Linked DNA regions of Oryctolagus cuniculus: region 2 is linked to region 1. The links are chromatin contacts, called in public Hi-C maps. All regions are on one chromosome and are shown on one strand. Each heading gives the region's core, a stretch centred on a gene start, on an enhancer-like site or on the middle of the called end of the contact. The rest is flanking DNA. Distances are from core to core; before and after follow the strand shown.

Region 1 (3,663 bases), core at 289-2,788:
CAAGTGGCATTTCATCTCTAACTCAACCTCACTGAAATCTAGAAAACTGACCCTGCCCTGAAAACTCAGTTAAAGTATACGAAAACTGTCGCGGCAAGCCCCCGGCGCCATCAAGTCCAGTTCCACATTTAAAGGTTTTTAGTTTTCAGCCTATAAAAGAAAGCTCTGGTTGATCCTTTAGCTGGCCAGCAGTGAGTGTTGATTTTAAACCAGTGAGTCAACCGCCCCGGCGATGCCGGCCTATCTCTGGAAACAAGGGGCGTGAGCTGCCTGGGCACCACCTGTTCACGTGCAGCCCGGCCCTTAGGCAAACAGCAGCTCGGAGGAAAGATGTGGATTGAATACACACACCTATATATAAAGGATTGGTTTCATTCCTTCAATCTGATCAGAGCTCCCCCACAAGAGAACCAGGAATCTGCTGTTCCTTGCCCATTCTACAGAACGCGTTAATCAAAACACAACAGACAACGTCTGAAAAGACAAAACAAAAAAATGCAAAACGTTTTCGCTGACTTCTCCAGATGTCATCACTGAATGGATGGGTATTCTCTTCAATCCTCAAAGACTGAATTCCATCGTCTCAAGAAAATGCTGACTCATAGATGACTAAGCTGAAGGTTACAGGGAAGACTAAATATTTATTTAGAAGTTACAGTGTTTGTTTTTACAGAGATATGTTGTCACAGATTACTGATGCTGGAAGGTCTGTTAATGCTTATGGTGCTGTACACATCGCAGTCTGGTCTCCTGGCGTCTCAGGAAAGCGTTTCCTGTAGCACAGATGCAGCCATCTTCGGGGGTCTGTCTCCAGACTGTGGTTCTTGCTCTTCCCTCGTGGCGGTCAAGTGCAGTGTGCCTAGGAGTCTTCCTTTCGTCCGCTGGGCTGTGGGCCTCCTGCCGCCTCCCAGGCAGCCGGCAAAAGTCCTCAGCAAGGAGTCCGTGCTCTGGCCATCGCCATTACTCTGTCCTGGGTGACTCCTGTCCTGCTGAGGTTCGTTTCCCTCTCGTGCTTCAATGGGAAGGATGCCTTATGTCTCTCCAGAATTATAAAAACACATATACAGTTATTTACAAGTGCATAAATATATAAATATGACTATAATAGAAAAATAAATACCAATTTTTCTCTGTCTCTTTAAAAAAAAAAAAAACATAGTCTTTCTGGGATATCAGCTTCTGCCTAAACTGTAGGAGGCGGCGTTTCAAAAGACACATGCACCGTTGGGCTGGCGGAGCGCCGCATCCCAGGTTCCTGTCCTAGGTAGGACCCCGTGGGGTGCTGGGGACACCAGTCTCCTCCACCCACTTGGCAGATGTCAGGACTGTCCACCTCTTCCACGGGTACCAGGCCCAAACAGCACGGGGTCCCTGTGGGGGAGAGAAGGTGGGAGCGTTATTAAAACCCAGACTGACCAGGAAACCAACTCATGGTGGCAATGGGCCAGTCTGTCTGGTGGCAGCTGGTTATACTGGCCCAAAGGGAGGGAGAGAACCTACAACCAAGTGCAGGCATTCATGGAGAGGGCCACTGGCTACACTCGTCCCACCCACCTGGGACCGTGGAGGCTCCCAAGCACTCAGCCTGCCCCCGAGGGTTCAGGCTGCTAGTCATAACCATCACACCCACAATTCACTCCCTGCAGACTGACGTGCGGCTGGGGCTGGCTCTAGGAGTCTTTCAGAATCTAACTTCCCAGAGATCGGGCCTAGGATCTGCACGGGAATGGACGTGCACACCACACAGACTGAGAAACATCAGCAATCCTCTGAACCAGCCTCGGTCCTAACTGGGCACCCACGGATTTCCAAGGGGACCAGAGGACCAGAGGTTGGTGCTGGGGGGAGGGACAGGAAAGGCCCTGAGCCCCTCGGAGAAGTTCTGTGCGTGCACAGAGCTCTGATGATGCTGTTTGTGAGAACTTGGCTCCTTAACGACTGATGCAATCTTATTCCTTAATTAAGAGACAAGACCCAACAGAGCAAGTGATTAGAGAATGCTTCTTGGTGACGGGAGGCGAAAGGAATTTGTGAATGGCCTTGAAATGCAGACACAAAACAGGCTCCTATCCCTGGCACGGGGAAGTGGCCCTTTCCTTGGCCTCTGAGGGCCACGGATTACAGCGCTGCAGGATCCACCTGGTGTGCCCACAGACCTTCCGCAGCCAGGGGAGTGGCGAGCCTCCCCCACCCCCGCTCCCCTCCACACTGGAGCAGTGGATTGCCCCTCAGCACGCCCCACTTTAGAGACTGCTCGCTCCTCGCCTCTACTGCTGGGCCATGAATGCCGACCTCAGGTCATCCCCAACCTGTTCACTTTTGCTGCCCGGTCCCTGGCCCTGACCTGAGTGAAATGCAGGGTCCCACGGCGCCTCCAGCCCAGGACCGTCGGGTGCACTCCTCACGTGTGACCGGCCCGTGGCAAGAGGCTGTTCCTGGAGGTGGGGCTGCAGCAGCTGGTGAGCTGAGTCATCAGGCAGTGTGTATAAGAATGCGCCCTCGTCTGGGTGAGGCGTGGGGCCCCTGCGTTGCAAAAGACCAGACGGCGCGGTGAGGCGGGGACAAAGTGGGCCAGCGCCCTGCGGCATCCCCACGCCTGCCCTGGCCGCGGGGCGTCACACCATCAGTTCCACCGACCCTGCTGGCGCACTGCCATTTCATTCTGCAGGGGGAGCTGTGGAGGCGGGTGTCCAGGGGCCCCAAGTTGGTTGTATGTGGGCATCTCCGGCCCACCCAGCGAGGGAAGGATTCGGAGGCCAGGTCTCAGGTGGCAAGGGGATCCTAACCACAAGCACAACACTTAGTGCTGAGGGGCACAGCCTGGCGGGAGGATGGCGGTCAGCCTCGGGGGCCACCAAGACAAGCAACAGCACTCGGTGCTTGGCGAGGGGCTACAGAGAGGTGGGACTCCGAGGCTAGCAGGTGAGAGGCAGGGAGGGGCGGGGCCCGCTTACCTGGCCAGCTGGTGGCTTTGGGAGTCGTACACAGTGCCAAGAAGGGTCTGGCTCAGCAGGCTGTTGGTGTCATCTTGCTGCTCAAAGGCAAGAGTAACCCAGGGGTCACGGCGGGGCGTCCCATCACGATCCGCAGCTGCCTGGCGCCCCAAGCGGCAGCCCAAGAGACCCCTCGGGCCCCGCAGCTGCCAGCCACTCCCTGAACCCTGGGAGCCCGTTACCTGCTGAAGCTCCCCTGGGCAGTGCTGCTGAGGCTTCGTGCCGGGGTAGGCCGCGGGCCCGGCGGGGCAGCCCCTGCTCACGTGGACCCTGCCGCCACGGGCCTGTCCACTGAGGCCACTGCCATAGGGCTGAGCGTCGGCTCGGTGGCCCGGGAGTCCTCCGAGCGGCACCATGGTGTACTGGCAGGAGGAGGCCAGCAGGGCACTTCGAGGGAAAGCCAGGTCTGTGGTATGTTCTGTCAGGACAAGAGGACAGAGGCCGGCTTGGACCAAGGAAGCCGTGCACACGAAGCCAGGGAACCACTGGCCACACGGGGTCGCGGGCTGTTGGCTGGGAGCCGGCCTTGCCTGAGGGAAGGATCTTTCTGTCCCTGTTTCTTCCTAACATCTAACATCTCGCCGTTCTTTGGCACTGAGGAGAAGGGTGGGAGACCGGGGCAGCAGTGTGGGGGGAAAGGTGCTGAGTGAGGAGGAGGAGCAGATGAGGC
Region 2 (4,099 bases), core at 1,535-4,034, 330 kb before region 1:
ATATATGTATATGTGTGTTAATACATAAAGAAGAAAACAGGAAACATCTGACCATAGCCATAAAATAAAAACTTGTTAAATTGAATTTCATTAAAATTAAGAATTTCTCTTCATCAAGTCACAAACTGTCAAGGATTGTGTGTGTGTGTATGTGTGTGTGTGTGTGTGTATATATATATATATATATATATATATATATATATATATATGAGACTCATAAGCCAGTTTTTAAAACTGGCAAAGAGGCCGGCGCCGCAGCTCACTAGGCTAATCCTCTGCCTTGCGGCGCCGGCACACCGGGTTCTAGTCCCGGTCGGGGCGCCGGATTCTGTCCTGGTTGCCCCTCTTCCAGGCCAGCTCTCTGCTGTGGCCAGGGAGTGCAGTGGAGGATGGCCCAAGTGCTTGGGCCCTGCACCCCATGGGAGACCAGGAGAAGCACCTGGCTCCTGCCTTCGGATCAGCGCGGTGCGCCGGCTACGGCGGCCATTGGAGGGTGAACCAACGGCAAAAGGAAGACCTTTCTCTCTGTCTCTCTCTCTCACTGTCCACTCTGCCTGTCAAAAAAATAAATAAAACTGGCAAAGAACTTAAATAAATCTTTCCCACAAATGACCAAGAAGTCTAGAAAATGGTGCTCAATATCATTAGTCATCAGAGAATTGCAAAATAAATGTGAAGTGTAAATTGGTGCAACTCCTTTCGGAACCTGTTGATACACACCCAATAGCTCAGAGATTCTATTGTGCACTGAGTATATGCAGCTTGGGAAAAAGTTCAAGAATGTTTGTAGAAGTTTCCTTTACAGTATCCAAAAACTAGAAACAATTCAAACACCCATCAATAGGAGAATGTATAAATAAAATGTTCAATAAGTATGCTTACATTTCAAAAATTTTTTTTCATTTTTAAGCTCCATTTTTCTATGAACATTTTGGAGTTCCCTTGTGAAGGACTGATGAGGTTTTATCAGAAATTGCTTTCATACAGTTGCAAAGCTTATTTATTTATTTATTTGACAGGCAGAGTTAGACAGTGAGAGAAGGAGACTGAGAGAAAGGTCTTCCTTTTCCGTTGGTTCATCCCCCAAATGGCCACTATGGCCGGTGCGCTGTGCCGATCTGAAGCCAGGAGCCAGGTGCTTCCTCCTGGTCTCCCATGTGGGTGCAGGGCCCAAGCACTTGGGCCATCCTCCACTGCCTTCCCGGGCCACAGCAGAGAGCTGGACTGGAAGAGGAGCAACCGGGACAGAATCTGGCGCCCCAATTGTTACTAGAACCAGAGGTGCTGGTGCCGCAGGCAGAGAATTAGCCAAGTGAGCCACAGCGCCGGCCTTATTTTATGTAAAGTAACTATTTTCTATGACCCCCTTCATTCCTATCTTCCCTACACATGAGACAGAAATGCTAGCTTCCAGTAGAACTGATTTAGCTGGTCAATGTCAATGGCAACGGTGCCTTTGGCCACTGCTTCTTCCTGTGAGGAGTCAAGATGCTGCCTCTGGGCTGCTTCCTAAATAGGCTCAGATGTCAGGTTGGCCAACTATCAGCATGGGATGCTTGATTTTTCACATGATCAGATAGGCTGTAGATTTTAGGGGAGATGGGAAGATGCAGCTGCCACTGTTTGTGCTGTGCAGATCTGGTTGCCTGAGGTGCTTTCTTACATTGCTTAATCACATTCAGATCCGAAGTTAGGGACAGGCCGCAGCCAGACTGTACTTGTGGAGAACTTGATAGCTTCAGGGAAGTTTTATGGGAATTTATGATTTAATTAGACTAATCCCATTTTTGTGGAGTGGGGGTGCAAATTCACATTACATAAATATACATATATATATATATATATATGCCCAACCCAGCTTGATACAGGAGAAGAAAATCATTTAGCATGTTAGTGGTCCAAACCAAGTCATACTGCTTTTCTAATCTTATTTCTGGGAAAACGTAAAACATTTATCACCACTGTCTTTGTACCCTGGATGGAGAGATACGATTTCCCAGTGCAAGGCAGCCAGTCCTTCCTAAATTTGGCTGCGAGAAATGACTCCTTTCTATGACAAGAGGCCTGCACCCAGCAGCCAAGAACAAAGATGATTTCACCACTGATGGGAGTTGCAGATTCCGCCTCATCTGTTGGGCTGGCCCCAATCAGCTTGGGGAGACTTTTTGACTCCTGACAACTTTTTGAGACTCTCTTACATCCCTGTGCTTTCTTTCCATTTTTAATTTTGTTTTTGAGCCAGCAGGCTCCAAGTAGTAACCCAACACTTTATGGTATGTATATTTTAATTTAAAAGGAACCTTGGGGACCACAGCCCTTTGCCAAGTGCAATCACTGAATTTATAAAAAGGACTTTGGTTCCTAACAGTCCTCGTATGAAGCCAGCTGTTCCAGCTCAGACAGCCAGCAATGATTCAGAACTGTAGTTTTATTGGTTGACACAGAAGGTTTCACTGTTACTGCGGGTTAGTTACAGGCACATATCTTCTGAAATTTGCAAAAACCTTCTCTTTTTGGTAACACTTTCAACAATTCCACGCAGTGTGTTTTGCCTCATTAGTTCCATGCACAGATAAAAATTCAATCTTCATTGGGAGCACAATGTGTCTTCCCTTTCTCTGGTCTCGTTACCCAGACTACTCCTTTTGTACCTGCTAGTCCAGGTTTCTGCTCCAGATGCCTCACCTAGAAAACAGCCACTTCTGTCAGTTTCACTTTCCCATCTGCTACAGGGGGATAGCAGTCCTGGTCCTGACTTTGGAGAGGCGAGTCGGGATTGGACACAGTAAAGTACGTAACCCCCCGGCAGAGTGCCTGCTGATGAACATTTGCTGTTTTGCTGATCGGTTCAGCCAATTTAGTGCCCTAACCTTGGAGGTGGGAGTTGAGGAAGATCCCACTACAAGAGCAGACAGGACCTCGACCACGCTGGCCCTTGGCAGAGGGAGCTGTCGTTGCTGAAGGTCCCAAGCTTTAGGGAGAGGATTCCTGTTTCTTCAAGAGTGGATTAAAGGGACCCTCACTCCGACCACCTGGATCTCTGCTCTCTGCTGGGATGAAAACTAGGCCTTTCATTTTTCTCGTGAGAACTGGAGGCTGCCGGTTCAAAGCATATCTGTTATTTCTGTGCCTGTCTCCTTTTATCTGTGAGGACGGTTACGTTTCTCCTCTGGTATGACAGGCCAGGCCGGCTAACACAATGGAAGCTTCCCCCTGCGTGGAAATAATGGTATTTTCAAACACTGCCTGCAGTTGTCGTCAATGCCAGCCCAGTGGACCCCAAGGGGCTCTTTCTTTTTGCTTTCGGTCTGCCTGAAAATGAACAAAATCAAACCCATAAATCCGCATCAAAGCTTGTCCCTCCTCCTTTGGTCTAGTTCCCTTTTCCCAGTGCATTTTATAGTTCGCACTAAAATGACATTTTGTAGGCTCTATCCATCATTTGTGCCACCAGCACTACTGCCCAGGACTTTTCATGAGGTTAAGCGACGTTCTTTTCCCTTCCAGTTTGCCCCTTGCTTTTAAAAAGCTATTTTATTTTTCTGGCCGGCGCCGTGGCTCAATAGGCTAATCCTCCACTTGCGGCGCCGGCACACCGGGTTCTAGTCCCGGTTAGGGCGCCGGATTCTGTCCCGGTTGCCCCTCTTCCAGGCCAGCTCTCTGCTATGGCCAGGGAGTGCAGTGGAGGATGGCCCAGGTGCTTGGGCCCTGCACCCCATGGGAGACCAGGAAAAGCACCTGGATCCTGGCTCCTGCCATCGGATCAGCGCGGTGCGCCGGCTGCAGCGGCGGCCATTGGAGGGTGAACCAACGGCAAAGGAAGACCTTTCTCTCTCTGTCTCTCTCTCTGTCCACTCTGCCTGTCAAAAATAAAAAAAAAAAAAAAAAAAAAAAAAAAAAAGCTATTTTATTTTTCTGAGATTTCATTATTGTTTACAGCCCTTATCTCTACTATTGAGGTACAATGCTTTATTCTTACTAAAAAAACAAAAAACAAAAAACAAAAAACAAAAAAAAAAACAACTTAATTGAGAGACAAACATACACACATGGTGGGAGAGAGACAGAGGACAGAGTATTCACCCATTCGTTTACTCCC

Evidence for each region. Hi-C and Micro-C count contacts between places; a contact is called where the count stands out from the background.
Region 2: a Hi-C map of an unstated tissue shows a contact between it and region 1, with 3 times the contacts expected there. The contact joins two enhancer-like sites. A contact is called at or near these places in 3 of 6 Hi-C or Micro-C datasets (ear pinna, embryonic fibroblasts and an unstated tissue).

What each region holds. Positions count from the first base shown.
Region 1 is chr4:69,314,691-69,318,353 of mOryCun1.1, reverse strand. BOC (BOC cell adhesion associated, oncogene regulated) reads right to left here. Exons shown (of 19, transcript XM_008266939.4): 16 at 3,176-3,411; 17 at 2,955-3,031; 18 at 2,345-2,523; 19 at 622-1,371. The coding sequence ends at 1,184. Among named protein-coding and RNA genes, the nearest start is that of BOC, 77 kb to the right of the region's middle. Within about 2 kb of position 1,538, at least 2 of the 8 cell types and tissues checked have an H3K27ac peak or open chromatin away from gene starts, as enhancers often do. A contact at or near this core is called in ear pinna, where this site is marked.
Region 2 is chr4:69,647,681-69,651,779 of mOryCun1.1, reverse strand. No RefSeq gene overlaps it. Among named protein-coding and RNA genes, the nearest start is that of USF3, 72 kb to the left of the region's middle. Within about 2 kb of position 2,784, at least 2 of the 8 cell types and tissues checked have an H3K27ac peak or open chromatin away from gene starts, as enhancers often do. A contact at or near this core is called in ear pinna, where this site is marked.